Linked DNA regions of Sus scrofa: region 2 is linked to region 1. Evidence: chromatin contacts called from public Hi-C data. All regions are on one chromosome and are shown on one strand. Each heading gives the region's core, a stretch centred on a gene start, on an enhancer-like site or on the middle of the called end of the contact. The rest is flanking DNA. Distances are from core to core; before and after follow the strand shown. Region 1 holds the start of REST (RE1-silencing transcription factor). Region 2 holds the start of LOC100621115 (nitric oxide-associated protein 1-like).

Region 1 (7,219 bases), core at 3,499-5,998:
CTTGAATCACATTTTTCTGTGCACCCCCTACATACTTTAACAAAATATGGTGATTAAATGCTATCTTTTGCTAATCTGTCTTTGGCAGTTGAATTCAAAAGACACTAATCAAGAGAATACAGAAAAGTTCTAACTCCTAGGTACTTTATTCCATTGAACTGGTGTATTAAAATTTGTTTACTTCTTCACCAGCTGGACTTTGGGGTTGTTCCCAGTTTGGGGACATGTCCCTACAGGGGCTTTGTATGGCATAAAATTTCAATTCTTTTCAGTTAATACCTGGAATGGGATATCTAAATTATATGCTGTGTCTCTCAAGGAAATTTCAATACTTTTCTAAAATGGTTGTACCAGTTTGCATTTCCATCATCAGTGCATGAAGTTCAGTTGCTACATTGCTCACTCTTGTACTTTTAGACATTCTGGGAGGTTATTATTTATTTATTTTTTTGTCTTTTTAGGGCCAAACCCTCAGCATATGAGGGTTCCCAGGCTAGGGGTCAAATCAGAGCTGTAGCTGATGGCCTATGCCACAGCCACAGCAATGCCCATCTGGCCAGCGCAGTGTCCACTCGGTCACTTTGTCACCTTCACTTGCAGAGAGCACAAAGCCTGTTCTTTTTTTTTTTTTTTTTTGTCTCTTTGTCTTTTTTGTTGTTGTTGTTGTTGTTGCTATTTCTTGGGCCGCTCCCGCGGCATATGGAGGTTCCCAGGCTAGGGGTTGAATCATCGGAGCTGTAGCCACCGGCCTACGCCAGAGCCACAGCAACGCGGGATCCGAGCCGCGTCTGCAACCTACACCACAGCTCACGGCAACGCCGGATCCTTAACCCACTGAGCAAGGGCAGGGACCGAACCCGCAACCTCATGGTTCCTAGTCGGATTCGTTAACCACTGCGCCACGACGGGAACTCCGTCTTTTTGTCTTTTTGCCATTTCTGGGGCCGCTCCTGTGGCATATGGAGGTTCCCAGGCTAGGGGTCGAATCGGAACTGCAGCCACCGGCCGACGCCACAGCCACAGCAACGCGGGATCCGAGCCGTGTCTGCAACCTACACCACAGCTCATGGCAACACCGGATCCTTTACCCACTGAGCAAGGCCAGGGATCGAACCCGCAACCTCATGGTTCCTGGTCGGATTTGTTAACCACTTCGCCACAATGGGAACTCCATAAAACATATTCTAAGCAATGTCACAAATTCACTGTGAACTAAATGAGAAACAGAAATGGTGCTGACTCAGAGAACAAAAATTTCGAAGCCAGAGTTCAGTCCCTCAGGGATCAGTTACATCAGGAAGAGATTCTTGTAGGCGCAGGCAGTGACAGGCACCACTGGACATGTGGGGAAAATGGGAGAAAGGCCCCACATGGAAGTTCTTGACAGACCAAAGCCATTTCTTCAGCTGGTAACATTGAGAGTGGACATTAAACCTGATAACATTAAGATATTTTTCTTTTTCAGCTGCAGCTGTGGCATATGGAAGTTGCTGGGCCAGGGATCAAATCCCAGCCACAGTTGCAACCTAGGTCACAGCTGTGGCAACAATGCCAGATCCTTGACCCACTGCACCATGGCAGGAACTCTTCTATCTTAATTTTTTAAAAATAGGAACTTTGAGTAAAATGTAGCATTTAAGGAAGGTTATTGTGAGAGTTCCCTTGTGATAGAAGGGATTAAGGATCTGGCATCGCCAGTTGCCAGTACCACTGCAGTGGTTTGGGTTGTGGTGGAGCAGTTTTGATTGCTGGCCTGGAAACTTCCACATGCGGCAGGTGCAGCCAAAAAAAAAAAAGAGAGTAGATTATTGTGCTTCACTGTAACATTCACATAAATTCAGTCTAATTAAGCTCTTTTTTTTTTGGTCTTTTTAGGGCCTCACTCAGGGCCTATGGAGGTTCCCAGGCTAGGAGTCAAATCAGAGCTACAGCTGCCAGCCTGCACCACAGCCACAGCAACGTGGGATCCTCATCTGCGACCTACACCACAGCTCATGACAACGCCCGATCCTTAACCCACTGAGCGAGGCCAGGGATGGAACTTGTGTCCTCATGGATGCTAATCAGATTGCTTTCTCCTGAGCCATGACAGGAATTCCAAATTAAGCTCTTTTCTAAAGAGAAACATGAAGCAGGGTAAGGAACAAAAAGCACCTAAAAGCTCAAAAACAATATTTAACTGAACTTGTGAGAAAAATCTCTTGGGAGTTCCCCTTATGGCTCCGCAGTAATGAATCGTACTAGTATCCATGAGGAGGAGGGTTCAATCCCTAGCCTTGCTCAGCAGGTTAAGGAACCAGCGTTGCCATGAGCTGTGGTGTAGGTCAAAGACTTGGCTAGGATCTAGCAGTGTAGCTGTGGTGTAGGCCAATAGCTGCAGGTCTGATTTGACCCCTAGCCTGGGAACTTTCATATAACTCAGGTGCAGCCCTAAAAAAGCAAAAACAAACAAACAAAAAAAAAAGAAAGAAATTTCTAGAGAAAAACATTAAGAACATATGATAATTAAAATTTTTTAAATGATGAATTAAAAGAAAACCAGGGCTCACACAAAATTCAAAGTCTTTATCTTGTAGAAGATCTTAAATTTTGGATGCATCAAAGTAAAATACAGCCACCTGAAAAACAATTAAGAATTCAAGTTCACAGCACCAGTTTCCCCCCAAGGTGATTTCCTATTGATTTGTAACTTGGTCTTGAATTTGACCCAGGGCCTTTATGTCATGATAATTTGGATCACTCTGAATATGCCATCTCTTTGAACCAAGACCTCTGCTAACTTTAAAGGAATGCAGCTGCTGATTTGCCATTCATTTATTTTTATCCCAGTATGTGGGAATAAATTCATAATAAAACTTTTCCAGTAAGCAAGTCAGACTGAGGAAATGAAGGCCATTTATCTAGTAGGATTAATAAGCAATGAGATCCTGCTCTATAGCACTGGGAACTATATCTAGTCACTTATGATGGAGCATGATAATGTGAGAAAAAAGAATGTATACATGTATGTGTAACTGGGTCACCATGCTGTACAGTGGAAAATCGACAGAATACTATAAACCAGCTATAATGGAAAAAGTAAAAATCATTAAAAAATCGAGTAGGATTAAAAAGAAATGTTTCATTTTTGCCTTTTTGAACATGAAAAAAGGAAAGAAAGCTTATGTCTTTGAGGTTTTAACTGAGGCCAGAAGTTTTCCCTGGGCTACAGTATCTAAAAAAGCTATGCAACCTCAAATAAGATTTTACTTTTTTTTTTAAGGGGATTTCCCAGATGTGGCTAAGTGGGTTAAGAACCAGACATAGACGCTGGAGGCCAGCGTGTGAGATGAAGGGATGCGGGTTGGATCCCTGGCCTCTCTCAGTGGGTTAAGGATCTGGCATTGCTGTGAGATGCAGCTTAGGAATTTCTTTTGCAAAAAGAAAGAAAGGGACATAAAACTACTCTCTCTCTCTAGCATATTAAACCAGCAAGCAGCTTACTCTCCACACTTGTTCAGAAGGCAGCCTCCATGTCCTCACCACCATCTATACCTCTGTAACCTGAGGGTAATTGCTGCAATGAAATCCTGCTTTTTAGGCTCAGCAATGAGCCACTACCCTCCACAACTAGGGACTTGTCTTCTGTTTGCATTCTCACAATTTTTTTTTTCTTTAGGGCCACATCTTCAGCAACTGGAAGTTCCCAGGCTCCTGGCTGGATCAGAGCTGCAGCTGCCGGCCTACACCGCAGCCAAAAACACAGCAACCCGGGGTCACAGCCGTGTCTGCGACCTACAGCACAGCTCATGGCGACACGGCATCCTTCACCCACTGAGAGAGGCCAGGGATCAAACCTGCATCCTCATGGGCACTAGTCAGATTCCTTACTGCTGGGCTTCAACGGGGGCTCCTATGCTCACAGCTTTGAATCCATGACATTCCCCAAATATTTTCTTGTCACAGCTCACTGACTGTATTTTTCTCCCTTACTGTTTAAAACTTGGAAGGCACTTTTTAAACGAATAGACTTGAAACGAAGCTCCCTTAGTTTTTGGGGTTTTTTTTTTGTCTTTTTGCTATTTCTTGGGCCGCTCCCACGGCACATGGAGGTTCCCAGGCTAGGGGTCGAATTGGAGCTGTAGCCACCAGCCTACTCCAGAGCCACAGCAACGCGGGATCCGAGCCGCGTCTGCGACCTACACCACAGCTCACGGCAACGCCGGATCGTTAACCCACTGAGCAAGGGCAGGGACCGAACCCACAACCTCATGGTTCCTAGTCGGATTCGTTAACCACTGCGCCACGACGGGAACTCCGAAGCTCCCTTAGTTAAGGGTGGCTGTGGATGGAGACCTAAAGGGTGCCTGAGATTTGTTTTTGACCGCTTGAGGCTTGAAAGGGCGGGTGACCAAGCTTCTAAAGAGGCTGGTCGAAGCCTGTAGATTTGTCTTTAATAGCGCTGTTCTCTTGCAGGCACCCCAAGGCAGGGGGTAACTTTACCACAGTTAATTTAGGAAGGAAACCGAGAAAGGCAGTGGACTCGCTCCTCCTTAGACCCAAGGGCCAGAGCGAGGGGCGGGGGCATAGGTGCGGCTGCCCCCGCGCGCGCCCCCGGCCCGGCCCGGCCCGGCCCGGCCCCGTCCGGTCACAGCAGCCGTGCTAGCCCAGGGGCGGGGCGCGCGCGGGCGGCGAGGGGGCGTGTCCGGCGGGCGCGCGCGGGCGGCGAGGGGGCGTGTCCCGGGAGCGGCGGCGGCGGCGGCGCGGGCCGGGCGCGCGGCGCAACCTCCTGTGCTGGAATGTGCGGCTCCCGCGAGCTCCGGGCGCCCGAGCCGAGCGAGCGCCGCCGAGGCCCCGGGCCCCAGACCCCGGCGGCGGGGGCGGTGGCCGGGACGGCGGGGCGGGAGCCCGAGGCCTGAGGCCTCTGCAGACCCCCTCTCGGGGCTCGGCGGGCCTCGACGGCCCCGGGCCCAACTTTTCCTCCCTCCCCTCCCCCGAAAGTCCGGCAACAAAGAAAAGGAGTCGGAGCAGGAGCCGCGCCGCCGGGGCTTCGCCCCTCCTCGCCCAAGAAGGCCGGTAAGCGCGGCGTGGGCCAAGGGCCGGGCGGGTGGGGGCGGCGGGCCGGGCGGCCGCGGGAGGGGGAGGGCGCGGAAGGACGCGGAGCGAGGCGCTGTCCAGGGCTGATTTGCAGATCTTGTGGCTCCGGCGGCAGCGGGGGCGGGCGGCCGAGCGGGCTCGGGTTACACGGGGACCCGGGGGCCCTCGAGGTCGGCTCCCCGCTTGGGGCCCCGATGTTGGCACTTCCCCTCGTCGTCGTGCTGCCCAGGTCCCGCCGCCGCCCCTCGCCCGCCGTCCCTGCCGTCCCCTCCCTCCCCGGCCTCTCGCCGTCGCCGGAAGGCGCCGTGGGGAGCGGCAGGGCGGGTGGAGTCGGCCCGGGGCCCGGCGGGCCCGCCGCTTGGGCTGGACAGCGAATTCTGCGCTCTGGCTGCCTCTCCGCGCGGGGCCCCCTCGCGGCCGGGGCCGGGGGCCGGAGGCTGGGGCGCGCGTCCCGCGGGCGCGGCGGGGAAGTGAGCGCAGACTTCCGGGGCGCGGGGGGCCCAGCGCGCGGATGGCGCCCGCGGAAGGCAAGACTCGGCCGGTGCGGCGCAGGGACCGTGCGTCCTCTGCCCGGCCTCTGGCTGGGGGGACCGGGCCGGGGGGTCTTGGTGTGGCCGGCGGCGCCCTGAGGTGCGGATCTGCGGTCCTCGGTGCAGGAGGGAGCCCGGGACCAGCGCCGGGACGAGTCGGGGCGTGAGGGCGCGGGGAACCGGCCGGGCAGGGAGGGAGCGAGGCGCCGAGTTTGCAGAGCCACTTTGTGTCGAACATGTTCAGAGAAAATGGCCGGATGCCTGTTGGGGTTGGGAGCTCGGCCGCGGACGCCGGAGCTGGGGCCGCAGCCCCGAGGGCTCAGCGCCGGACTCCGGGCGGCGCTCAGACCGCCTTCCGGATCCACGTTGCGGTCCCTTTGCGCATGGGGGATCAGGACCCGAACGGCGGGGGGTCAGGAGCCGGGTTGCAGGGTTGAGCCCTCGGACAGCGTTTGCTTTGTGTGATGGCATCTGGTTCTAACTTTGGTTGGTACGTGTAACTCGAGCGGGGCGTGTTGATGCAGTTGGGCGATACCAGCTCCTGTCTGGATTTGGGTTTTAACTTTTTTTTTTTTAAGTTTTTTTCCACTCGTTTTGCTTTTTCTAACTTGCAAGGAAACACCTAATTGGAGCATAACGCCTATTAGAGTGGAAAGTACGGTGTGAAGACGGTTTATAAGATGCCCAGCGTGTTTTCAAGGGGACCTTGTAATGGCTCCGCTAGGCAAGTGGGCCGAGTCACGCACATGCAAGGAAGTTGCTGATTGTGGAGATGAGTTAACCAGTTATATGAGTTGAAAATTTCTTTAATTTTTGAATTAAATGCTCAAAAGAAGTCTTGAATACACCAGACTTCTCTTTTCACAGGAAAAAAAGGTCTGTTATTTTTTTTTTCATTTTTTAACAGGTCAAGTCATTTATAAATAAGAAATAAGTGGTACTTTTTTCACAATATCGTTAACTCTTGAACAATACAGGTTTGACCTGTGCAAGTCCACTTAAATGTGGATTTTTTCAACAAATATATTGGTTAGTTTTTTTGAGATGTGCAATATTGTGAAAAAATTAACAGAACATGTAGCCTAAAAATATCCAAAAAGGGAAAAAGACATGTTATGACTACAAAGTATATGTAGATACTAGAATCTTATCATTTACTGCTGTGAAGTGTATAGAAACTAGTAAAAAGATAAAATTTATCAAGACTTGTGCACACAGGTAGGTAATCGACCATACACGAGTGCCATTCACTGTGGAGAGAAATGTAAACAAAGATTCAGTATTGTCATAACTACATAAAATTAGCCATAGGGCACGTTGTTCTAAAGTAATGACTTCATGGCCACCTCCTGTTAAGATTTTGGTTAACTCAGGTGTTGGAAGTACCTGCTTGAAACCCCAGGTGAATCGCCTCATTTCCATGTGAGCAGTCTCTGTGGTAAATTCTGTGGCAGTAAAATTTAACCTCTTACAGTTGTTGCTTTTTTCATCCTGGTTGGTGCAATACCGAAAACCTCGACTAACGCCATGGACCCATAGTGCCATTTGTGGTGCTGGAAGTGCTCCCCAGAAGAGTAAAAAGTGAAGAAAAACTTTAGTTGCTTGATACAGAC
Region 2 (6,524 bases), core at 2,857-5,356, 200 kb after region 1:
TAACTACAGGGGTATGAACGGCAGTAGTCTCCAAATTCTGTCAAATCTGGAAAGTACTGAGGATCAATTCCAAGATAGAAAGTGTGTTCTCTCAATTACATCTCAAAAATTCTATACATTTGTAACAAAATAATATTAAGCAGAGGTTTGTTTTCCTGCAAATACAATCGGGAGAATGTCAGAAGCATGTGTTCTTTGAAGGGAGTTCCTGTCATGGCTCAGTGTTAACGAATCCGACTAGTATCAGTGAAGACGCAGGTTCAATGCCTGGCTTTGCTTAACGGGTGAAGGACCTAGCATTGCTGTGAGCTGTGGTAAGGTTGCAGATGAGGCTTGGATCTGGTGTTGCTGTGGCTGTGGTGTAGGCTGGTAGCTGTACCACCAATTTGATCCCTAGCCTGGGAACTTCAGGGGGCTGCAGGTGCAGACCTAAAGAACCAAAAAAAAACGAAAAAGAAAAAAAAGAAAAAAGAAAGTGTGTTCTCTCCATCAAGCCTTCTAGGGAGCAGCAGTCTTCAATGAGTCAGAACCACGTCTAAGGAAGACCTCTTTTTCGGCCAGTTAAGCCAGCGCCCTCATAACTGAAAGTCCGTGTTTCTAGAAGACATTAAATACATACACAGTTGTCTTTGGTAATTCCGGGGGTGTCATAAAACCAGCGGGCATCTTTCACATCTTGTGGGGTCAGTTCTATGCGTCTGGTGGGTTTATCAGCAACCATAACAGGATCATCGCCCATGTCAAAGGCAAGAGAATTGGCATCGAACTCAAAGGCAGCTTCCTCCTTCTGTTCTGAGCATGAGAAGGTCCTTCCAACTCTCCCTAGAACAAGTATACTGAAGTCAGGAGTTACTCCTTTACAGCTTTGGACTTGAGACAATTCTTATGTTTGCCTGGAACAAGTCATAAGAGGAACTTCATATATGGAAGTGGGGTTACAACGATAGTTCTGCTTTATTTCTAAAGTCAGTGGGAGTCAGAGTCTTGTAATGATCAAGTGTGTGTGGCTGGCTGTGCACACTGGGGGGGAGGGAGTTGTGGAGGGGAAGAGTGCAGGAAACCAAACTGATGTTAGGAGAGAAAAGCTGAAAAAAGATACCAAGGAGAAGGTGATAATGCAGTTAAAGCCGCCACAGCTCAACAGCCTGTACCAGTCTGCAAGGTGGGGCCAGATTTGAGGGGAAATGCCTCTACTACTAACAATGGCCAGGTCTTTACTGGATTTCTCCAAGCACGTACTATCTTGATTTTCCAAAGAGTAGCCTTGCCTCTAAAGGGCCTCTGCATTCTGAAATGAGCAAGTGGTCTCTCCCCACAAACGTGGCCAGTCACAGAGAGCAGTAGTTCAGGCTGTTCAACAAAAAAATTTAATATGGACCCAACAAGAGTTTCCCTATAGAATATGCTTACCTACTACATAACCATGCTTTTTTAAGAGATTAAGTTGATTTTGTTCTTGCTGACTAAGATCTTCTTCTGCTTCAACTGCATCTCTTTTAAGCCTTTTTTGCCTTTGAAACATTCTGTAAGGAGTTGGGTTGCAAATAGGAAACTTTAGAAGGTTTAATGTAGTACCTGAAACAGCAAAGAATAAATATGTTGTTATAAACATCATACAAGAAAACAGAAGAAACAATTTATGAGGGTGTACCCCACCTTGTGTACTGTGATTACTTCTATTCATTTTCATGACAACCCTCTCCAAAATTATCTTTACTTTACATATGAGAAAGCAGGCTCAGAGATTGGCTAACAGGATCAGCCAGGATTTGAATCCCACATCTACAGGCCTAATCTTTTTCCATCTTCTACATTCTACTAACTAGTGTAAAAGTACTTCTGTGTATCAATCAACCAGCGTACAGGATAGAGAAGTACAGCTTATCAAGCAAAGTTAAATCCTAGTTTCAAAGTAACAAGTAGTTCATTTTGCCAACTGCTAGATACAAACAGGGTCACACAAGGATCCATTTTGCAAGGACTACAGACATCTCCCCCAAATCACACAGTTGACATTTTCCTCAACAAAGCCACACATCACGTTGCATTAGTGAATTATTCAGATATTAAATGTGCACAGTGTACAGATCTCCTGAATAAACTCAAGCAAGACCGGAGCAGAGGAGGGAGGTTTAGAAAGTAAAAGGATTAAACAGAGCAACATACAAAGAACTAAAGCTACGAGGGAAACCTCCGGGAGTACACGGGGCGTTGTCTTCGGGTTGGTCTACAGAGAGACCAGACCACAGACGTACTCCCCTATGTTTGTTGGAAAGTTAGTGCAACATATACCGAATTTCCAAGCGCTAAGCTGACAGGGAAGAGAAATAGGACCCAAGTAGGTAGGGGAGGTTTAAAGGGGAGGCTCCAGCCTCTGGTGGACATGAAGGAAGGAGTGCTAAGTGCTTAACCACCATCAGACCTCTCGCTTTTCGGAAAACCAAGGGGGTGGGCGGCGCCCTAAGTCTCACCAGGCCAAGCGGAGATGGTGGCCCTGTCGATAGCCTCAGCGCCCTTGGCGATGCAGTAATCGGACTCCAGGAGCGTGTTGAAGAGGGTGGACTTGCCAGCGTTGGTGGCGCCAACCAGGTAGACGTCGCCGCGGTAGCGCCAGGAGCGCTGGAGCGCGGAGATCAACTCTTCGACTCCGTAGCCAGTCTTGGCGCTGATGAGCCGCACGTCCCTAAGCACCGCGCGGGACTTGGCCGAGTGGTTCGCCTTCTCCGCCTGGTCCCGCGGCTGCTTCCGGCCGGGGTGTTGGGACCTCCGGGAGCCAGGGGGCGGCAGGAGCCCGACGCGGGCACAGTCGTCCCACAGTCGCTCCCGGATGCGCTGCCGGTATCCGGGGGCGTCCTGGGGCAGCAGGTCCACCTTGTTCCCCAGCACGATCAGCTGCTTGGGGCCCACGAGCGCGGGCAGGTGGCGCAGCAGGGCGTCGGGCAGATCCAGCAGGTCCACCATGTATAACACCAGGGCGGGCTCGGGCCGCCGCAGCGCGGCGCTCACGAGCTCCAGGTACTTCTCGGGACTCACCTGCAGGCGTAGGGCGCGCCGGTGGTGCACCAGCAACCAGCAGCGCTGGCACACCGTCCTCGCCAGCCCGCCGTCCGCCTGCGCCGCCGCGCGGAGGAACTTCTCGCTGGGCAGGTAGCCGGGCACGCCGGGGTCCTGGCAGTGCAGCTCCGCCCCGCATCCCGAACAGTTCAGGCCGCTGGGTGCCACCGTCGGGTCCGGGTGCCCCACGACCGGCTGCGCCCGCTGCACCCGCCGAGCGGCCCGGAGCTTCTGCTGGCGCCGCTCCTCCCGCCGCTGCTGCATCTGTCGTTCGTTCTCTTCTTGCCGCTGCTGCACCTCTCGTAGCTGGTCTTGGAGGGTCGGTGCGGGCTCCGGCTCCGGGATGTACTCGGGGAACAGAAAACTCTCCTCTAGGTCGGCCCTTCCTTCGCTGCCCCCAGTCGCAGTCCGGTACCGAGAACGCCCCCGGCCCAGGGCCCACGGGCGCTGGGATGAAAGGCTGGCCGCACATCTCCTCTCCAGGAGCGCGTCCTGGAGACCAAGGCGCGCGGCCGTGGGAGAGGCTCCCTGCAGGAAGCCGCACAGCAGCCTAGGAGCGAGGCGCGTGGGCAGCATGGAAACGCGGGCGCGGGCCAGGGGCGGGCCACCGGTTTGCCAGGAGCGCGTCCCGGAGACCAAGGCGCCTGGCCGTGGGAGAGCCACCTCGCAGGAGGCCGCACAGCAGCCTAGGAGCGAGGCGCGCGGGCGGCATGGGCACGTGGGCGCGGGCCAAGCGCAGGCCACGGGTTTGCACGCGCACTGCGGCCCCAGCTGCTTGGTAAACCGGAAAAAGCCTGGGACGACCAGAGAGCTGTCATTGGTCAGCGTCGCCCTTCGGCTCCTCCTCCCGATCGCATCTCGTGAGATCTCGCGATGAAGCCGCTGAGGCCCGAGAACCCACCTAAGGCGGAGCTAAAGGCACGGGAGGTCCGGGCTCGGCGGGGTTGGCTAGGTCAGCCAGCGAGTGAGGCTTTGGTCGGGCTTCGGCTGCTGCCTGCAGCTCAGAAATCGCACTTTTTTTTTTTTTTTTTTTTGGTCTTTTTACCATTAGGTTCCCAGGCTAGGGGTTGAATCGGAGCTGTAGCTGCCGGCCTACGCCAGGGCCACAGCAACGCCAGATCCGAGCCGCGTCTGGGACCTACACCACAGCTCACGACAATGCTGGATCCTTAACCCAATGAGCGAGGCCAGGGATCGAACCTGCAACCTCATGGTTCCTAGTCAGATTCGTTAACCACTGAGCCACGACGGGAACTCCAGAAATCGCACTTTTTAAACTTTAACAAAGCTGAGGTATAGTTGATGTACAGAGTAGTCATTTTTCAAAACTTTTTTTAAAGTTTTTGCAACTGAAAAAATAAAGCACAACTACATCCTTTTATTAACAAATCTTATTGTCTCCAGGGGCTACTATTTGTGCAACAACATTGCAAAACAAGACTTCATTCGGTAGCTGTGACGCGGCCCCGCGGGGCAGCCACAGAAGAGTCAACCCCCAAACTGCGCATGTGTAGCACTAACCTTTCGCAGGCCTTAGCCTACTTTCGCGCAGGCGCAAACCTTACGGCGGCTTCTTTGTGGGCGGGGTTTCGCGGGAGCCGCAGGATATTCTGGGAGCGCCGGAAACGGAAATCACTTTGCCTGGCGCTGCGGCCGGGGGGAGCCTGCTGGCGGTGGCTGCTGGCGGTGTCCTGCGTTTCACTTCGAGGATTGGGAGCTCCGGGGTCGTGTGCCAACATGTATGACGCGGACGAGGGTAGGTGACCCTTTAGAACACTGCGCGGCGAACCGTCGGAGGGGGGAAACGTGGGAGCCGGGCGAGTCGAGGGTTTGAGGCCTTCTTCCCCGCCCGCCGCGCGGGGTCCCCAGGCGTTTTCCCCTCCATCCCCGGGCCGGGGACGAACTAGGAGGGTGGACCGGCGGGGAGCGCAGCATTTATAACGTTTGTTGTCTCCACTGGCTGCTTCTGGAAAAGTGACACCCCCATCCGTCCGTATTGAAATAGCAGGCGGCTTCTGCGACCAGTACCGGTGTTTGGGGTTCATCTGAAGCAAAGGGCTCCTCGACTTCCCTTAACGTCAGAGATAGTGGATTTATTGAATAGTCGAATGTTTGAACGTCAGCTTGTGCTGGGCGATGTGCTAGGCTCTGCAAATACAGCCGGTGCAGAGAATACAGGGTGGGAGGGGGGATTGGGCTTGTTTGGCGTCCTTCACTCTGCTTTCCGCTTAAGTAAATTATCTTGAGAGATGACTTTTTTACTCAACAGGGCTAATATATACTCATTTTCTTTTTACATATAGCATCTTTAGTGTGTACCGCTTTTTCGTTATATGTATGTGTGTATGTACATATATGTATTTTTTTCTCTCTTTTTTGGCGGCCCCACGGCATTTGGAGTACCCAGGCCAGGGCTCAGATCCAAGCTGCAGCTAACGAACTAAGCCACGCCTGTGGAAACATTGGATCTTTAATTCACTGTGCTGGACTGGGGATCCAACCTGTGTTCCAGTGCTCCCAAGACGCCTCCAATTCGTTAGGCTACGGTGGGAACTCCTCTAATGCTTCCTCTTCCATTCTCCACAGCTATTGTTTCAAACTTCATTTTCTTCTAGCTCCCAATCTCGTTGACACTCCTCATATTTCTCCTTATTCCCTCAGAGAAAGTTGAAGCAAAAAATTAAACTCTACCGTTTAAGCTTCTGTTTCATTTTTATTCTGCATTTAGAAATTTATTAGCATCATTGTATTCTTTTTTCTTAACTGCTATCTCAGAAAAAAAATTCCGAAAAATATATACCTTTTTCTTTTTAGGACCGAAGCTGTGGCATATGGAAGTTCCCTGGGCTGGGGTTGAATTGAGTTGCAGCTGCTGGCCTACAGCACAACAATGCCAGATCCTAGCTGCATTTGCAACCTATGCCACAGCTTCTGGCAGTGCTGGATCCTCGATGGCCAGGCATTGAACTCACAGCTGCTCTGTTGGGTTCTTAACCCATTGAGCCATGATGGGAACTCCTCAGAAAAGTGTTTTTAGCTAAATTTTTTTTTTTTTCCTGGCCAGCCCAAGGCATGTGCAAGTTCCTGGGCCAGGGATCTAACCTGTGCCACAGCAGTAACTAGAGCCACTTCAGTGACAACATAGGATTCTTAATACCCTGGGCCACCAGGGGACTCCATTAGCTTAATTTTTTGAGTAGGTAATATGTTCTCATTTCTCAAAAATGTTAATTAAGGTCTTATTCTTGTCCAGTGTCTGTCCCTTGTAAGCTTTCCTCACAGTAGCTAACTGGTTTGTTTAGATTTTTGTCTCTAGATGCTTTATGCATTTGCAGGCAAATAGAGAAGGGATTCTCTTCTTCCCTTTTTACAATTAAAAAGTAACATTCACAATTTTCTGCGCTTTTTTTTGACTGCACGTGTGACATGCAGAAGTTCCTATGCCAGGGATCAGACCTCTGCCACAGCAG

The links. A called contact is a pair of places that touch in the nucleus more often than the background predicts.
Region 2: a Hi-C map of liver shows a contact between it and region 1, with 5 times the contacts expected there. The contact joins the promoter of LOC100621115 here to the promoter of REST in region 1. A contact is called at or near these places in 2 of 47 Hi-C or Micro-C datasets (heart right ventricle and liver) and 1 of 2 datasets of contacts at active chromatin or transcription factors (alveolar macrophages).

Annotation. Positions count from the first base shown.
Region 1 is chr8:56,030,434-56,037,652 of Sscrofa11.1, forward strand. REST (RE1-silencing transcription factor) reads left to right here and starts at 4,749. Exons shown (of 4, transcript XM_003129021.4): 1 at 4,749-5,055. It overlaps LOC110261959, which reads left to right. Exons shown (of 3, transcript XM_021100538.1): 3 at 4,651-5,059. The coding sequence ends at 5,059.
Region 2 is chr8:56,228,076-56,234,599 of Sscrofa11.1, forward strand. LOC100621115 (nitric oxide-associated protein 1-like) reads right to left here and starts at 4,107. Exons shown (of 7, transcript XR_002346682.1): 1 at 2,472-4,107; 2 at 1,411-1,575; 3 at 620-822. It overlaps POLR2B (DNA-directed RNA polymerase II subunit RPB2), which reads left to right and starts at 4,655. Exons shown (of 25, transcript XM_003129037.5): 1 at 4,655-4,810. The coding sequence starts at 4,792.